Linked DNA regions of Mus musculus: all the other regions are linked to region 1. The links are chromatin contacts, called in public HiChIP or PLAC-seq and promoter capture Hi-C maps. All regions are on one chromosome and are shown on one strand. The core of a region is the stretch at or near the end of the contact, and the rest is flanking DNA. Distances in the headings are between cores, read along the strand shown. Region 1 overlaps Pcca (propionyl-Coenzyme A carboxylase, alpha polypeptide). Region 2 overlaps Pcca (propionyl-Coenzyme A carboxylase, alpha polypeptide). Region 3 overlaps Pcca (propionyl-Coenzyme A carboxylase, alpha polypeptide).

What was found. HiChIP or PLAC-seq counts read pairs in DNA pulled down with a chosen protein or histone mark. Capture Hi-C pulls out chosen DNA fragments and counts their contacts.
Region 2: a contact with region 1 is called in a promoter capture Hi-C map of liver, with 4 times the contacts expected there. The contact joins two enhancer-like sites. A contact is called at or near these places in 1 of 15 datasets of contacts at CTCF or cohesin (pro-B cells), 16 of 484 Hi-C or Micro-C datasets (CD8 central memory T cells, the G1E-ER4 cell line, the HL-1 cell line and 6 more), 3 of 115 datasets of contacts at active chromatin or transcription factors (embryonic basal ganglia, embryonic stem cells and large pre-B cells) and 2 of 9 other capture datasets (embryonic stem cells and liver).
Region 3: a contact with region 1 is called in an H3K27ac HiChIP or PLAC-seq map of large pre-B cells, with 3 times the contacts expected there. The contact joins two enhancer-like sites. A contact is called at or near these places in 1 of 484 Hi-C or Micro-C datasets (the G1E-ER4 cell line) and 4 of 115 datasets of contacts at active chromatin or transcription factors (the 230-238 cell line, CD8 T cells, T-cell acute lymphoblastic leukemia and 1 more).

The regions. Positions count from the first base shown.
Region 1 is chr14:122,571,733-122,576,589 of GRCm38.p6, forward strand. All of the region lies in intron 4 of Pcca (propionyl-Coenzyme A carboxylase, alpha polypeptide), which reads left to right. Among named protein-coding and RNA genes, the nearest start is that of Pcca, 40 kb to the left of the region's middle. Within about 2 kb of position 2,874, at least 19 of the 459 cell types and tissues checked have an H3K27ac peak or open chromatin away from gene starts, as enhancers often do. A contact at or near this core is called in the 230-238 cell line and liver, where this site is marked.
Region 2 is chr14:122,874,006-122,878,862 of GRCm38.p6, forward strand. It overlaps Pcca (propionyl-Coenzyme A carboxylase, alpha polypeptide), which reads left to right. Exons shown (of 24, transcript NM_144844.2): 22 at 2,759-2,899. Among named protein-coding and RNA genes, the nearest start is that of Gm46488, 34 kb to the right of the region's middle. Within about 2 kb of position 2,851, at least 23 of the 459 cell types and tissues checked have an H3K27ac peak or open chromatin away from gene starts, as enhancers often do. A contact at or near this core is called in liver, where this site is marked.
Region 3 is chr14:122,850,387-122,855,243 of GRCm38.p6, forward strand. All of the region lies in intron 21 of Pcca (propionyl-Coenzyme A carboxylase, alpha polypeptide), which reads left to right. Among named protein-coding and RNA genes, the nearest start is that of Gm46488, 58 kb to the right of the region's middle. Within about 2 kb of position 2,300, at least 45 of the 459 cell types and tissues checked have an H3K27ac peak or open chromatin away from gene starts, as enhancers often do. A contact at or near this core is called in the 230-238 cell line, where this site is marked.

The DNA.
Region 1 (4,857 bases), core at 1,624-4,123:
GAAGCTAATAAATTGAATTCCTTTAGAAAATAAATTGAAATACAGCATAAATCCATAAGCAAACTGTATTTTATCTGTAGACAAATTTATAGTGGCACTGTACAGATGAACACACGGTTTTTTAAAAATTGTAAACACTGTCAAATTTAATAAAACTTTGTATAGAACTGTGACCTTTATTTATTAACTTAATTAAAGCAGCATTATGGCTAATGCTGGAAGTGTTAACCTGCGGGTGGTGGTTAGTGAAGTCCATTATCTATGCACTTTGTGATAGTGGTCAGCAGCAACAGAAGTCAAACTTACAACCAACACCCTGCCTTGGGAGCTGTGAGCTCAGCAGGCTAAATTGTCAAAACCCAGCAAAGCTGCTTAAATGACTGATGGTTTAAACCCCCTGGTGTTAAGGGTAAGCCAGTCATTCCAGTGAAGAGGGACTGTGACTTTATCCAGGAATTGGGCAGAAATTGCATCCAGACAGGAGAAAAGCCTTGGCATTAATATCTTCATGTATGAATTATTAGATTAATTTATATGTTCATGTAACTGGCCATTTAACAGGATGTTCCAACTTCTTTTCTTCTTCTTTTGCAATGGAAATTGAGCCCAGGGTTTCCTAAATGCCTGCCAAATGCTCTCTCTAAGCTACATGTCCTGAACTCGCCAGAACTTAAAAAAAAAAAAAAAAAAAGCCCAAAGAGAGACTTAGAACATTTTACTCTTTTGGTCTTAAATTTTTAGTATAAAAAAGGACATTGTTATTTTTCCTGTTGTTATTCTCTCACCTGGATAGCAAAGCCTACCTAACAGCCCCAGCCAAGTACAGGTCTTGGTCTTCTGTTTACTATATCAACATCTAACAACTTGGCTTTTGCAGCAAAAATTCTTTTTTTTTTTTTTTTTAAGATTTATTTATTATTATAAATAAGTACACTGTAGCTGTGTTTAGACTCACCAGAAGAGGGCATCAGATCTCATTACGGGTGGTTGTGAGCCAACATGTGGTTGCTGGGAATTGAACTCAGGATCTTTGGAAGAGCTCTTACCTGCTGAGCCATTAGCAAAAAATTAAGGTCTTGGGACATACTCTCCCATTATTGTAAAGGGCAGATTTCTAAAATCACTTTTTACAGATCAGAAGTTGGGGCTGGGGGTGCAGCTCAGTGGTCAAGTGTTCGCCTGTTGTGAATAACCCACCTGGAGTTTGATCTCTAGCAATATATACACATAGTGATTTTTGAATGACACTTTCAAAGAAATGAGTGTACTCTAATGTTATCATACCTTGTGATGTGAAATAAGAACTAATTGTGGCCTTATTTTTCTCTAAGCATGTATTTAAGGAGGACTGGAAATCCTACCTATTGGTAAAAGTAATCAAATATTAGAAAACACAGCTTAGCTTGATTCTGATTTTCTAGTGTTTACAAGGCACTGTGTATGTAGCAGTGACCTGTGCCAGCATTGTTGGTTATATGTCGTATTGGTTTCCTTTCTCATTCCTATGACCAAATTCCTGCCCCAAAGTATTCCACACAGGGGGCCAGCATGGCAATGGGAGTGACTTGTTTTGTGGCATCAACTAGGAAGCTGAGAAAGGAACATCAGTTCTCAGATGGCTTCTTCTCTTTTTATTCAGTCCATGGTGTGGTGTCACTCACATCTGGCTCACAGCTGCACCCAAAGGTATGCTTCACTAGGGCCTTCGGTATTTATTAATGTGATCGGGGTGGCCATTGAAATTCAAGACCCTGTTTATTACTTGTTATCTGTAGTGTACTAGAAATGCACAGAATGGGGAATGGATGTTTAGATGTCAGGAATCTAGCAATGTCTCAATCTTGTTAACATACCAAAGGAAAAGTTTACATGGTGATTCATAGATGTATATATAGAAGTATAGAAATTATGAAATGTTTCTAGTTTAATTTGTGAAAAATTAAAGCATTTGAAAGATTTTGCCAGACTGGTAAAATTAATTTCTTCTGAACTATTTTATTTGCTGCTGTGTTGTGGATGCTTGCTTTGTTTGTCATGTGATCTGGAGTTTTGGACTGTGAGTTCTGTTTGTGATGAAGGTTTAAAAGGCCTGTTCCTTTCATCCCCTTCCCTCCTGCTTCCTCTTCTTTGCTTTCCTCTTTTCTGGGTTTTCTCTCATTCTCCCTCTGTCCCCTGCCTCTTCCCATAAGCCCCCAAGACAGTCAACAAGACAATACTCAGTTCTCCTCACTAGCAATTTCCTAGTGGCTCCCAGTTGGCATTGTGCATTCTGGATCCGTGTCTGGATCTTATGATCATGGTGTAGACATGTACAGCAGGCCAATCATCGACTCTGCTTCTGATTTTGACTCCAAAAGCTATAGTAGCTGAAGCAAAGAACAGGCAACTCCACCCTAGCCTGTTGTTAACCAGTGGGCGTCTCGTCCCAGACTCCTGGGTGACCTGGCCCTTGCATTTGGTGTTTCTCATTTACCAAGAAGCTGCTCATAGTTGGTCAGCAGTGCATGTCCTTGTGTGGTTTTCCACTGTGTGGCATCGTGTGGTTTTCTCGTTGTGACTTCATGAGGTGATTGCTGTTCATGTTTTCTCAGCTGTCGTCCTGTTCTCTGTGGATAGTCTTCACTGCTGTGCACTTGAAACAGGAGCTTTGGGGTGTGGGCTCCTGTGCAGTCCTCTTTCCTGCTGCATTGCCATGTCTGTGAAGACCAGAGAAGAATATCAATCACACCATTGAGTTCTTGCTTAATTTCAAAGGTCAATTTGTACAGCTATGAACTTGGAAATAAACTTGTAATGTGATCACTTATGAGCTTGTGGAGGGCTAATCAGTGTGCCAGTGGCACTGAGCCTGTCTAGGTATTGCTTTGCTCCATTGGACTTCAGACTCCTCGATCTCCAGTCTCGATCTCAGCTGCCTTTCTCTGTCTGTGCTGCTTCTGTGTGGCCATCATGGTGGCTGCCTGGTTGGAGCAGCAAAGGGAGAAGTGTACTTCTTACCTGAACATAGTCATCTTGGAGTTGCGTCTGATGCTTTCTCTTGAGTTGGAGCCCATGTTAAAGCCTTCTGGAGGACATGGGGGCTGGCGTGCATGTCTGCCAGAGAGCATATGGGCATTCTAAAAGCAAGAGCCTCATGTTTCTAGAAGGAAAGTGTAAAGTTTGGGTAAAGTTGCATATAAACAGTATCGTGAAGTGGCTTATTCTGTTGACAACTGTGCATTGAGTTGATTCTGTGAGTCAATCATAGAATAATTCTCAGTCTATGCTGTATTCCCCAAATGGATATTAGATATTGAGTAAAGGAGCCTTTATAATTAAATCTAGGCAAGTATCTTTCATGAGCTATTCTAATTAAGTGTTATAGATCCCGAGGCTGTACTGATGTGGCTCAGCTGGAACGTTTTCTGAGTGGTGAGGAGATTTGGTTTCAAAACGGCACAAAACACTTTGTAAGGCTCCTGACATCTCATAGCTGTATTAAAACATTTTGATTTTACAGTTCTGCAAAAGTGTTATATCTTTGTAGAGACCCTCATTCAAGTTTGGAATGTGGATATTTTCCCAGACTAGCTGTGTATAGTACAGTTTTTTTTGTTTGTTTGTTTTTGTTTTGATGCTGGATAGTAGCAGAAGCTGAAGCTCTGATCAGCCCTGAAATCAGGAGGGAAACAACCATAGTTTACAGAGAATTTAAAGTAGGATGTTCTGTAGGTTAGGTTGCTAGGGTTTGGCTTGGAAATGTTCCTCAGGTGACATGCTGAGAAGGGCTTAGTCCCTGGCCTGCAACTGTTCTAAGGCAGTAGAGGCTTCAGGAGGTGGACCTGTCCTTAAGGGATCATGGCCTTCTTTTCTTTGCTCCTTTCTTTTCTTTTCTTTTCTTTTCTTTTTTTTTAAATTATATATATATTTTTATTACGTATTTTCCTCAATTACATTTCCAATGCTATCCCAAAAGTCCCCCATACCCTCCCCCCCTCCCCCGCTCCCCTACCCACCCATTCCCACGTTTTGGCCCTAGCGTTCCCCTGTACTGGGGCATATAAAGTTTGCGTGTCCAATGGGCCTCTCTTTCCAGTGATGGCTGAGTAGGCCATCTTTTGATACATATGCAGCTAGAGTCAAGAGCTCCGGGGTACTGGTTAGTTCATAATGTTGTTGTACCTACAGGGTTGCAGATCTCTTTAGCTCCTTGGTTACTTTCTCTAGCTCCTCCATTGGGGGCCCTGTGATCCATCCAATAGCTGACTGTGCCTTTGCTCCTTTCTGAACTGGCCAGGAGGAAACAGTAACTCTCACTTATACTCACTGCTATGTACCCAACACAGGCCTGTTGATCGTAGTCTGTGCCTCCCAAACGGTGAGCCTCAGTCAACCTTTCCTCTTAGAAGTGGGTTCATCTCAGGTATCATTTACAGTAACGGAAAGCTGACAGGTGGAGTTAGGATATTTTCTTTTCTGTTTCTGTTTTTGAGACATGGTTGCATTTATCTCAGATTGGCCTTTAAATCACTATGTGGCACTATGTGGACCTTAAACTTCTGCCTGCCTCTACCTTTCAAGTGAGATTAAAGGCATATACCACTATGCCCAGGTATGCCGTGCTGGGGATCTAACACGTTTTGTGCGGGTACTCTATAAACTGAGCTACATCTTTAGTCCTTTAAATGTGGATGTGTGTGCCATGGTATGGATGGAGGCCACGACACAGCTTTGGGGTGTCAGTTCTCTCTGTCTACCTTGTGGGTCCTGTGGATTGAATATGCCTTTACATATGGAACTATGTCACTGGCTCTTTAATACACTTTCAGCTAATGGTATTATCCAATTACAATGGGTTTACTAGTAGGTAACTCATTA
Region 2 (4,857 bases), core at 1,601-4,100, 300 kb after region 1:
GTGGTTTGGAGACAGCTTCCTAAAACCAGTAGAGGGAAGTGGTTTTACTACTGAGTCCAGAGCTGACCTTTATGGACCTTTTCACCACCATACCCTGGTTCTTCTGGACCCACACGGAATGAAAAACTGTCCTCCTTCATGATTATACTTCTCTCTGTTAGCAGCCAGCCTTTTAAACATCAACACTGTGCTTTGCATGAACACAGACACACCCCTGAACTTACGTAGTTACAGTATCTGAAAACACTTAAGTGCCCATCATAGAAGTAGACTTGAGCTCTGCTATTGCTAGAAAGACCCTTTCCTGAATCCTCAGCTAGCTAACTGCACCTCTCCCCAAGAATCTAGAGAAAACAATGAGTCCCAGTTCAGATGCTAAGCTCTGTAAGTCCTAGTGCAGACTGCAGTGGCCCCCTTTTTGGAGAGCAGGCACTAGGAAACATCTATGGTTGTAACTAGGATGTCTTCTTGGATGGGCCCATGTGCGGCACCAACGAGGCCGGTTCAGACTTTTGACTCTACATACAAACTGCAGGGCCGACAAGAGGCTGTTTTAAGATGGCCTGTGATAATCAGGACAACATCAAAGGTATCCTTAAGAAGTGTAGCTTCTCTCTCTTCTTTTCCTAATCAGAAAGGTCACTTCTGAGTCAGCCATGTTCAACAAGACCTCTCCTGAGGCATCCACTCCTTGTTATTTTTCACTTGTGATTACAATAAGTCATTTATTCCTAAACAGATTTAAGAACAATAAACAAATACAAAAGGGAAAGGAACATCTCATCAATAACAAAGGCTGTGTCTGAAGCACTGAGTTTTGGACTCTTTTACATCTCTTTCCAAGCAAAGCAGGGGCCCTACAGAGAAAGGAATTTAGAAGATATGAAAGTTATAAAAATAGTAAGGGACCCAGTTTTTTGTCAGGATCTGGGCCTCTCAGGAGAAATGGTCTGAAGACAGCCTTAGCTTTGTTCACATTGAGGCTTAGTTGTGAGATAGCTGAAGTATTGGTTCTTAAGCCTATTTGCTGTGGTGAAAAGCTGTTAAATTGTATTCTCAGTATATACTTTTCCTAAATTCATATTTTGAAGTTAAAGAAAACCAGGGGGAAAATAGATCTGAATGCTACAGTGAAAACTAATCCCTGGGGCAGAATGCCAGCTGGTCACGTAGTAGTGACACCCTAGTGATGCTGCTAGAAATGAAACCCGCCTGATGCACACGTACCTCTAGTGCTGCTGGACTTACTGCCCGGTACACACGAGCCTCTAGTGCTGCCGGACTTTCTGTTCCAAGGGAGATAGAGCACAGATACTAAAACTGTGCAATTTGGCCCAATTATGTCCCCCCTTGGTTCCCAAGGATTTAATGAGGGCCTTGGAAGTACAATTCATGGGTGATGCGTAGTCCCTCTGCCCAGGGTGTCGTCAGACTGACAGCAGCCTGCTTTTCCCTTGTCATTTATGACTCAGATGAATTTTAATAGGAGCAAAAAGCTTTTATTTGTGCTGTAATTTCACTTAAGGATCATATCCTTCAGGAACTGGCAGACATTTCTATGTCTTGATTGCAAAACACACACTCAGGAGTAAAGAAACACCCAGAAGATGTTATTATTCAACCTGTCACAGTGTCGAAAATCTGCTTGGAACCTAGGCTATCAAAGCTCTTCTGTGGGGCCTCCCCCACCTGCTTTAAATAGGCCCTGTAAAGAGCCACTTGGAGAGTGCCACTGTCCCCAGGCAGAATCAAAGTGGGAATCAGATTCTGCCTCGGCCTCCCTGCCAGCATGATGCCCACAGGAGGCTTTGAGTTACAGCAGCTTTCCTCCAACAAAATGGAGCTGCCCAGTGGGTGCTGCTTCTGTCCTCCCCAGAGAGACCGGATCTGGTGGGAACCAGAAACCAATTCCCTACCTCAAAGCGTTTTATTTTCTGTTTGGGTAGAGCGAATCGTGGTTCATATATTTATCTGGGATGTTTCCTGTCCAGTAGGTATTGTCTGTATTAGAAATGTTAAGATTGACTTGTTGGCCATCCACCTTTGCTATGCCATGAAAACTGATGTGCCTGGCATTTTCCGTGTTTTACAAATCTTGGTGCTATCATATCTCGGCCCAAAAGATATTCTCATTACATCTTGTCTTTCTACTAGCTGGCTTGTCATATGAGAAAAGGCTACATGGTAATGTGCCTAAAAGGAAAAACATTTTGATGTGAATATAACATTTTATGTCACTGAGAAATATTTGAACGTTAAGGACTTTTCTCTTCTTTTCTCAAAATGAACACTGAAGCCTTTGTCTCTATTTAATAATCTACATGGTGTAGCTGCTTCAGAGGTGTGGGAGGCGTGCGACAGCAATCTGCTGCCATCTACTGGTATGCACTCGGTGTCACTGCCTTTTCCCTGAGGCTGAGGGACTCAAAGGATCTGGTTCCTCTGCTTTGCACTGCTCGATCTCTCACTCACTCGGCAGTGTTCCTCAAGCAAAATCCTTACTGTTTTCCTTTACAAAGTTCTGAGATGGTTTTCTTAAAGATCTGTGATACTTTTTTATATATCACTAATTAATCATGAGTAATTCCTTTAAAAAACCTGTCTCCGTTATGAATAATGTTATGTGGAGGGTTTTAGAATGTTTGACTTTAAAGGATATTATTGTAATTTTAGTTTAAAGCTAAAAGCAGATTTTGAATAAGTGCTGTTTTAGATGATATTCGTCATTTGACCTCTGTTGTGCTTTTTCTCTTTCAAGTACAAAGTGCACATTTTAACCAAGCTTGCTGCAGAGCTGAACAAATTCATGCTTGAAAAAGTGCCCAAGGACACCAGCAGCACTCTGTGCTCCCCGATGCCTGGAGTGGTGGTGGCCGTTTCTGTCAAGCCTGGAGACATGGTAAGAGTACTTCTGTGTGAGGGATATGCTGGGCTCAGACTTCCCCTACAGAACAATGGCACCGACAGGAGCACGCTCCCAGTGGCCTCTTCTAACCCACAGGACGCTCATGGTACAGGTGTGCATTCACTCTGTATACCTACTTCACATCTGAGTTGTGTGGGTGACAGTGCCTCCTCCCAACTTGTGTGTGTGTAGGGGTGGGGGTGTAGGGGCGTGGAATAGAAATGAGGACAGACATTCTCTTCTTTCTCAAATTTGTAAAATTTACATTTACTTTGCATTGTTCCTTATTCCCTGGCCCTCTAGATATGAAGCATGCTTGAGGAATTCATGCCAGAACATATTAACCCTGACAGGGGTTTCTAGTTGCAGGATTTCTGAACTAAATGTCTAACTGGGGAGGAAAATTAAGGAAGCCTTAATCCTATAATCTGTTCAAAATCAGCCCACTGTTGTAAGGTGGAAAGTGAAATTCATAACTGGAAGCTTTATTCTTGACTTTTTAATAGCAGAGCTATATTATATCCCTTATCTGCTCAGTCCCATAACTTGCTGTGGACAAATGTGTAGGATACATACATCTTTCTTTTTCTTTTTCTCTTTCTCTTTCTTTTTCTTCAATCAGCTGCTTAGAAGCAAAAGTAAAAAATGGTTGAAAATGCAACTGGGAGATTCCCAGAGGCCCTTAAGTACTTGTGGAACCACTTTCATGGGCTATGTGCTAATTCTACTGTGAATCTGACTGAAGCCACTGGACTTTGCCTAATTTTCTATAATCATTATGTTGAGATAGCACCTGATTTTTTTTTTTATTAATACAGATAGAGCATCATGTTAACACTTAGAAAAATCCATGGAGGGGACATTGGCTTCTAGAAAAATACAGAATAAGAATGATCAAGTTGGATTGTTCATTAGTTCCCAATTAACATTCAACTGGGAAACTGACTTAAAAATATCTTCCCCTGGTGATACAGGAGAGCTATCTACTTTTGTAGAAAACACAAAGGGCCAGGTAGTTCTGCCTAGCTGCTTTCACGGATGTTCCTGCAGACAGCAGTACCTGAGGTCAGCGGTAGGCGATGGTGGGAGAGGTGAGGTGTGAAAGTTAGAGGCTGACTTGTGCAGTGCTGCAGAGCTCCCAGGGTTTTCATACAGGATTGGGGGGTGGAAATGGGCTCTTCACTGGTTTTGGCATTAACAGGCACAAATGCACATTGTATTATCAGATATTATCAGAGCAGTCAGTGAAATCTTGTATCTAAATGTGCAGGCTAGTGAGCAGTGAAGTTTTTTTTTTTTTTCTTTTTCTTTTTCCTTTTTCGCTTTTTGTTGTTGTGGTTGTGGTTACCTCTACCCTCTGGGGTTTTCTTTCTTTCTTCTTGTTTGTTTGTTTTGTTTTTCTGGAAGCCACCCAGTCTATATACTGCCAGCCCCAGCTTGCCAGTTCTAATTGTGGCTATAATTAGAGCATCACATTTGTGCTTTTTTGTCCTCATAAGAGGGTATTTACCTTCAATCCTAGTTTTCTGACATCTAAGACCAAGATGGGCAGAAGGTGTGGGTCAGCTCTTGCCTGGGAGGCTGCCCCCATTTGCTCCATCCTAGCTCTATTTACCCACTTATGATTGCTTAACTGGTAAGCAAGGCAGTGCAAGTGCAGCCTTCTTACCTCTTAATAAATACAGTCTTCTGGCATTATTGTTGCCCTTCCTACTTTTCATTATGTGGTCAGCAAGTTTGCTTGGGAAAAGCCAGTGATCAACAAGAGCCTAAACCCAGTCTTGCTTGGCAGGGAGCTCTCAGATTAAAAGCACCCATTATCAATTCAGTGTGGGTATTGGAGAATGGCTGCAGAATGTGTACAGAGAACAGGGCCTGCTGTAAGTACTCCTGAAGCCAGAGTTCCTGGCTTCACACTCACCTTCTTTATGAACGCTGTGTGTCTGTGCATG
Region 3 (4,857 bases), core at 1,050-3,549, 280 kb after region 1:
AAATCATCCAAATTTGTCTTTGTATTGTGATTTCACTTGGCTTACTCCATAATCTTCATTGTTAGCAAGAGATAAATTTGGCCTAGACTGATATTTTCTTGAATTCACCGAAAGGGGAACAAAAGAGCAGGGGTGAAAAAGGCATCTTTGACTTTTATAATTTTTAGTCCATCATTAAAAGCATGACTTGCTCTATGATCTGAAGAGACGCCATCTAAGTCTCTATATTAGGAACAAAAGTGAAGCTTCCAGGGAAAAAAAAGAGGGGATGGGGGAGAGCTTAATCTGCATCAGGCCTTTGATGTATTTCTAGATTTTAAGAAGCTTCCTGCCGTTCCTGGCCACTCTGAAAAGGCTTCAGCCATGTGCTGTCCAGGCTCTGGCTCTATCCATCAGCACACTCTTTGTTGGACTGCCTTCCAGCCTCAGTGATGCCTGCCATCATACCTAACCTGTTAACCACACAAGCTGGCTCACTGGGACTTTTGTTCTCATTGCGTATTTCCCACCTAAAGACTGTGAAGTTAATGATGGATTTGAAGAAATTAGCTGTCAGCCTGTGAGTTTTCTTTTGAACTGTTATTGGTCCATCCACAGCATCTTATTGAGAAGTATTAGATGATTGCTGAAACCAATCTTAGCCCTGAGTCATGAATTGGAAAATATTGGAGATAATTTTGTTTTGCTTTGTTTTGTTTTGTTTATCAAGGCAGGGTTTCTGTGTAGCCCTGGCTGTCGTAGAACTCACTTCAATTTAGAGTAGACTGGCTTCAAACTCAGAGAGCTGCCTGCCTCTGCCTCACAAGAGCTGGGATTAAAGGTGTGCAACATCACACCCAGCTGATTAATCCCAGCTGATAATTTGTTTTTAATTTAAAAAATGAAGACATATATTCTTGATTGTTTGACATTTAAGATATGCTTTTTCATTGTGTATGGATGCGTGTGTGTGTGTGTGTGTGTGTGTGTGTGTGTGTGCACTTACGTGCATATTCATATGCAGATGCATACCTTCACAGAAGCCAGAGGTCAAAATCAGTGTGTTCCTCCATCATTCTTCTGTTTATTCATTTATTTTTTGAGACAGGATCTCTCTCACTGAACCTGGTAGTATTGATTGGCTAGACTAGTGAACCAGCAAGTCCCATGGGTTCTCCTGCCTCTACCTCCCTGACCCTGGAATTATAGGCATTACAACACCAACTTTTTGGTGGATGTCCCAGGGAATTCATACTCAAGTCACCATGCTTGACAGCAGGATTCTATTCCCTGAGCATCTCCACGGCCCTTATTTCATTTCTTTTTCCATAGCTCTGTGATGTGAAGGTGTGCCAAACTGTGACAGAACAGCAGGGGATATGCACATCTCCTGTACTGTAGGGAATCTCTGAGCTAGGTCTTGCTGCTTTTTCCATCTTGGGACATGAGTCCAAGAATGCTGTAGCACTTTGTGTCAGTGGGTTTCCTAGATAAAGAACAACAATATGGGTCTCAGTTTCACAAATAAAATCCAAGAGGAAAAGGAAGTAATTGATTAGCAGTGGTCACTGTGCTGAGGAGGATAACCTGCCTTCAAAGACTTATGTTTTGAACTTCATAGTATGTTTAAGAAATAGTTTACTTCAAAGGCCCTCACCACAAGAAAATGGGCTGTTTTCCTGCTATTCTTGTTCCCTGGCTCAGTATTACTATAAGTAGCTCATATCCGGCTCTGTGGTCTCAGGTGGCCATTGTGTTTATGATCCTCAGGCTGAAATGGCAAGAACTCTGGCCCTATTTTAAGTCAGTAGCAAATTCACACTGTTTGACATGAGTCGACTGAGGTTCTCACGAAACACTTGACTCTCTGACCCATGTTAAGGAAAATGCTTAGATACATAGGGATTATGGCCTCCCAAAATAAAAAACTAAATTTACCAAGCCAGGCTTAGACAGACTCACCTAGTGTACCTGCCGTCTTGATGCATTGTGATAACTTCTGCACTGCCACTCTAAATTTCCAAACAATGTGCTCAGAGATTAAAAACCTGACTGGGTTACCAAGACCTCATTGGAAGTGTTTGAACTTGCCCTTTCTTGTATGTGGGTGTATCTGCATATGTAGAGTTTTCTAAGATGCCACTCTTACTATTGGTGACCTCTACATAGTTCCAAATTTACAGACAGGAGTGGGAAATGACTTCCACTGAAATTGTTCACACATGGGCTGTTTCCATCTGAGGCAGCTCCCAAGTGATTCTGTGGGGAGCCCTTCAGAGAGGCCCAGTGTTCAGCGCTCTGCCTACTTAGGCTTGGTGGCACTGCGTTTCCTTCCTGCCTATCTGATGCATTCTTTGATTAGATCTAGGTTTGTTCTGAGAAATGCAGGCCTGTGGTGATTTCAGTTTCACACTGAATTCTCCCCTCATTCTTCCCCTCCTGTCCTCCCTTTCTCTTTCCTGTCTCACAGTGGAAGCAGAGGGAGTGAGGACTGAAAGACAGTGAGTGGTGTGGTGTGTTCAGAAGGGAAACACCAGCCACTCATGGCTTTCTCGACAGCAGTAAGGTCATGGGGCCTGGTGCCGTGTGTCTGTCTGTCCGTCCACATCAGACACTTTACTTCAAGCACTGGCCACACAGCAATCTTTTACTCTTGCACTCCTTGCCATCTCTTGTATTTACTGTACTAACTTGCTTTGGCAGCACTCGTGACAAGACAGGGCACTTCCTAAATTTCTAGTTAGGTCTTCTGAGATCTATCCCGTATTTGAACCGAGCTGACAGCCACATGCAGACTGGCTGCCTGAGTAAAGTTCAAATACTTCATAGGTCAGGGCCTTCGGGGGAGCCAATCCATAGAGATGACCCATGGTAGGAGTTACAAGAGTTAGCACTCCTCTTCCATCTATGCTTACAATGCTAAGGATTCTTAAGGAATTGTTTTGTTTATATCATTTGCAAGAAATTCATTCACATTTTCTAAACATACTGTCAGGATATACCTTTAGGAAAGACTGGTCACCCAAGCCCTTAGGAAGGCATTACAGATGGATACATGTTGTTGTGTCCATGGCCACTGTTTAGATCATGCTCTCCCTGCAACCATTCCTTCTGTCATTCCCAAGAGGGGAGTCTGATTGTCCCTCTCCGTTTTTTCTCACCTAGATGTTGAGGGATCACTGGAAAGTCTAGGGTTTGCTGTCCTCAAGTTCAGTTAGCTAATAGCAGAGGTAGGAAGCAAAGCTCGTATACATATGCATACTGCCTTCTCAGAGGGCTCCACGTGGAAAATACTGGGACCAAAGCCTATTGTGGCAAAAGACTGTATACTCCTCACAGTGTTTCCATTCAGTCCATAGACAGCAGGGTTTTCATAAAGAACCGGGGGAGTTCCATGTAACAGAACAACATCTGCAAGCCATTGAGATTGTGATCAGTAAATTACCATGGAAGGATGCAATATGGACCTGAATTGTGACATGAAATTAAGGCTGGGGTGACATATATAGGATACTGCACATGCAGGCACACACACACAGAATGCTGAACCTAGGATACTAAACTTAGAGTGAAAATCCTTCATGCTCCTGTGTTGATCATCTGGTCTTTTTGGAATGGGCAGACATTAGGCATGCATCCTATAACCTGCTAGAAAAATATATAAACATATTAAACAAATGAGTTATGTTGCCTAAATTATCTGAAATAGAAAATATTCACAAATGAGAAAAGGAATGAAAGTAAGGTAGAAGCCTCAGCAACGCTGATAACTTATCTGTGCAGTAGAAGCAATTAAGGACCTGAGGATGTAACTTTACAGAGCTAGTAATCATCAGTAAAGTGCCCAAAGAAGTAGCTTCTGTTGCTTTAATTGAGTGGACCTCCAGATTGGAGATATCACACCCCAGAGGTTTGATTTTTGGGGATGGGGAGTTATCTGTATCAAATCCTGTTATAACAGGGAAAACAGAGTCACTAAATGGGACACCCTAGGTTTACAACTTTAACTCTATTGGCTATAAATTTGCACACAATTCTAAGAATTGCTGTTAGTGCAATTAATGTAGCAGCTTCCCCCTAAGAGGAACTCACTTAAAAAGAAACACTGTATCTTACATAAATTTATATAAGTAGTAGGTTAAATGAAGTCATAATTTTTCTTTTTCCACTTCCCAGTCTTTACTAAGTCAGTGTCTAATTTGAATTTCTGAGAGAGAATGTAGAAAGCTCTTCTCTAAGTTGTTTTGGCCACATAATCCTTTCACCTTCTTTTTATTTATTTTTTTAAACAGTTAATTATTATTTTTATGAGACTGGGTTTTGCTTAATGGTCCTGGTTAGCCTGGAACTCACTAGGAGCTGGCCTCAAGCTCCTAGAGATCTGCTTGCTTCTGCCTGCTGAGGTCTGGGAATAAAGGCTGGTGCTGCCATGCCCAGCTACCAAATCCTTTCCATTTAGTGGACAATATTATACTCAAAATTCTGTAGAGAAAAAGCTGCTGTGGGAGTGTGAGTACAGGCACATGTGTGCCTTGGGGACAGTGTGAAGGTCAAAATATAGGTCAGAGGACAGCTCGACAGTCAGTTCTCTGGTGCATTTTGTGGGATCTGACTCTGAATCTTGTCCTCAAACTGAGGACCAGGGACTCTACCAGCTCAGTTACCTCCAGGGCCCTGTGGGTCTTTTTTACCAGAAGGACTGGAAGGAAGCTGACTGGAAGGAGGACTTCAAAACTGAAATGACAGCCAAAAATCTGGTGACTTGGAAAAGGACTCCCACTCCTACCTAAAACAGGCCCAAAGTGTTGTAGAAAACACAATAGTCGAGGACCAATAGTGACCTTTCACGATCAGAACAGACTAGACTGTGCTTTTGGA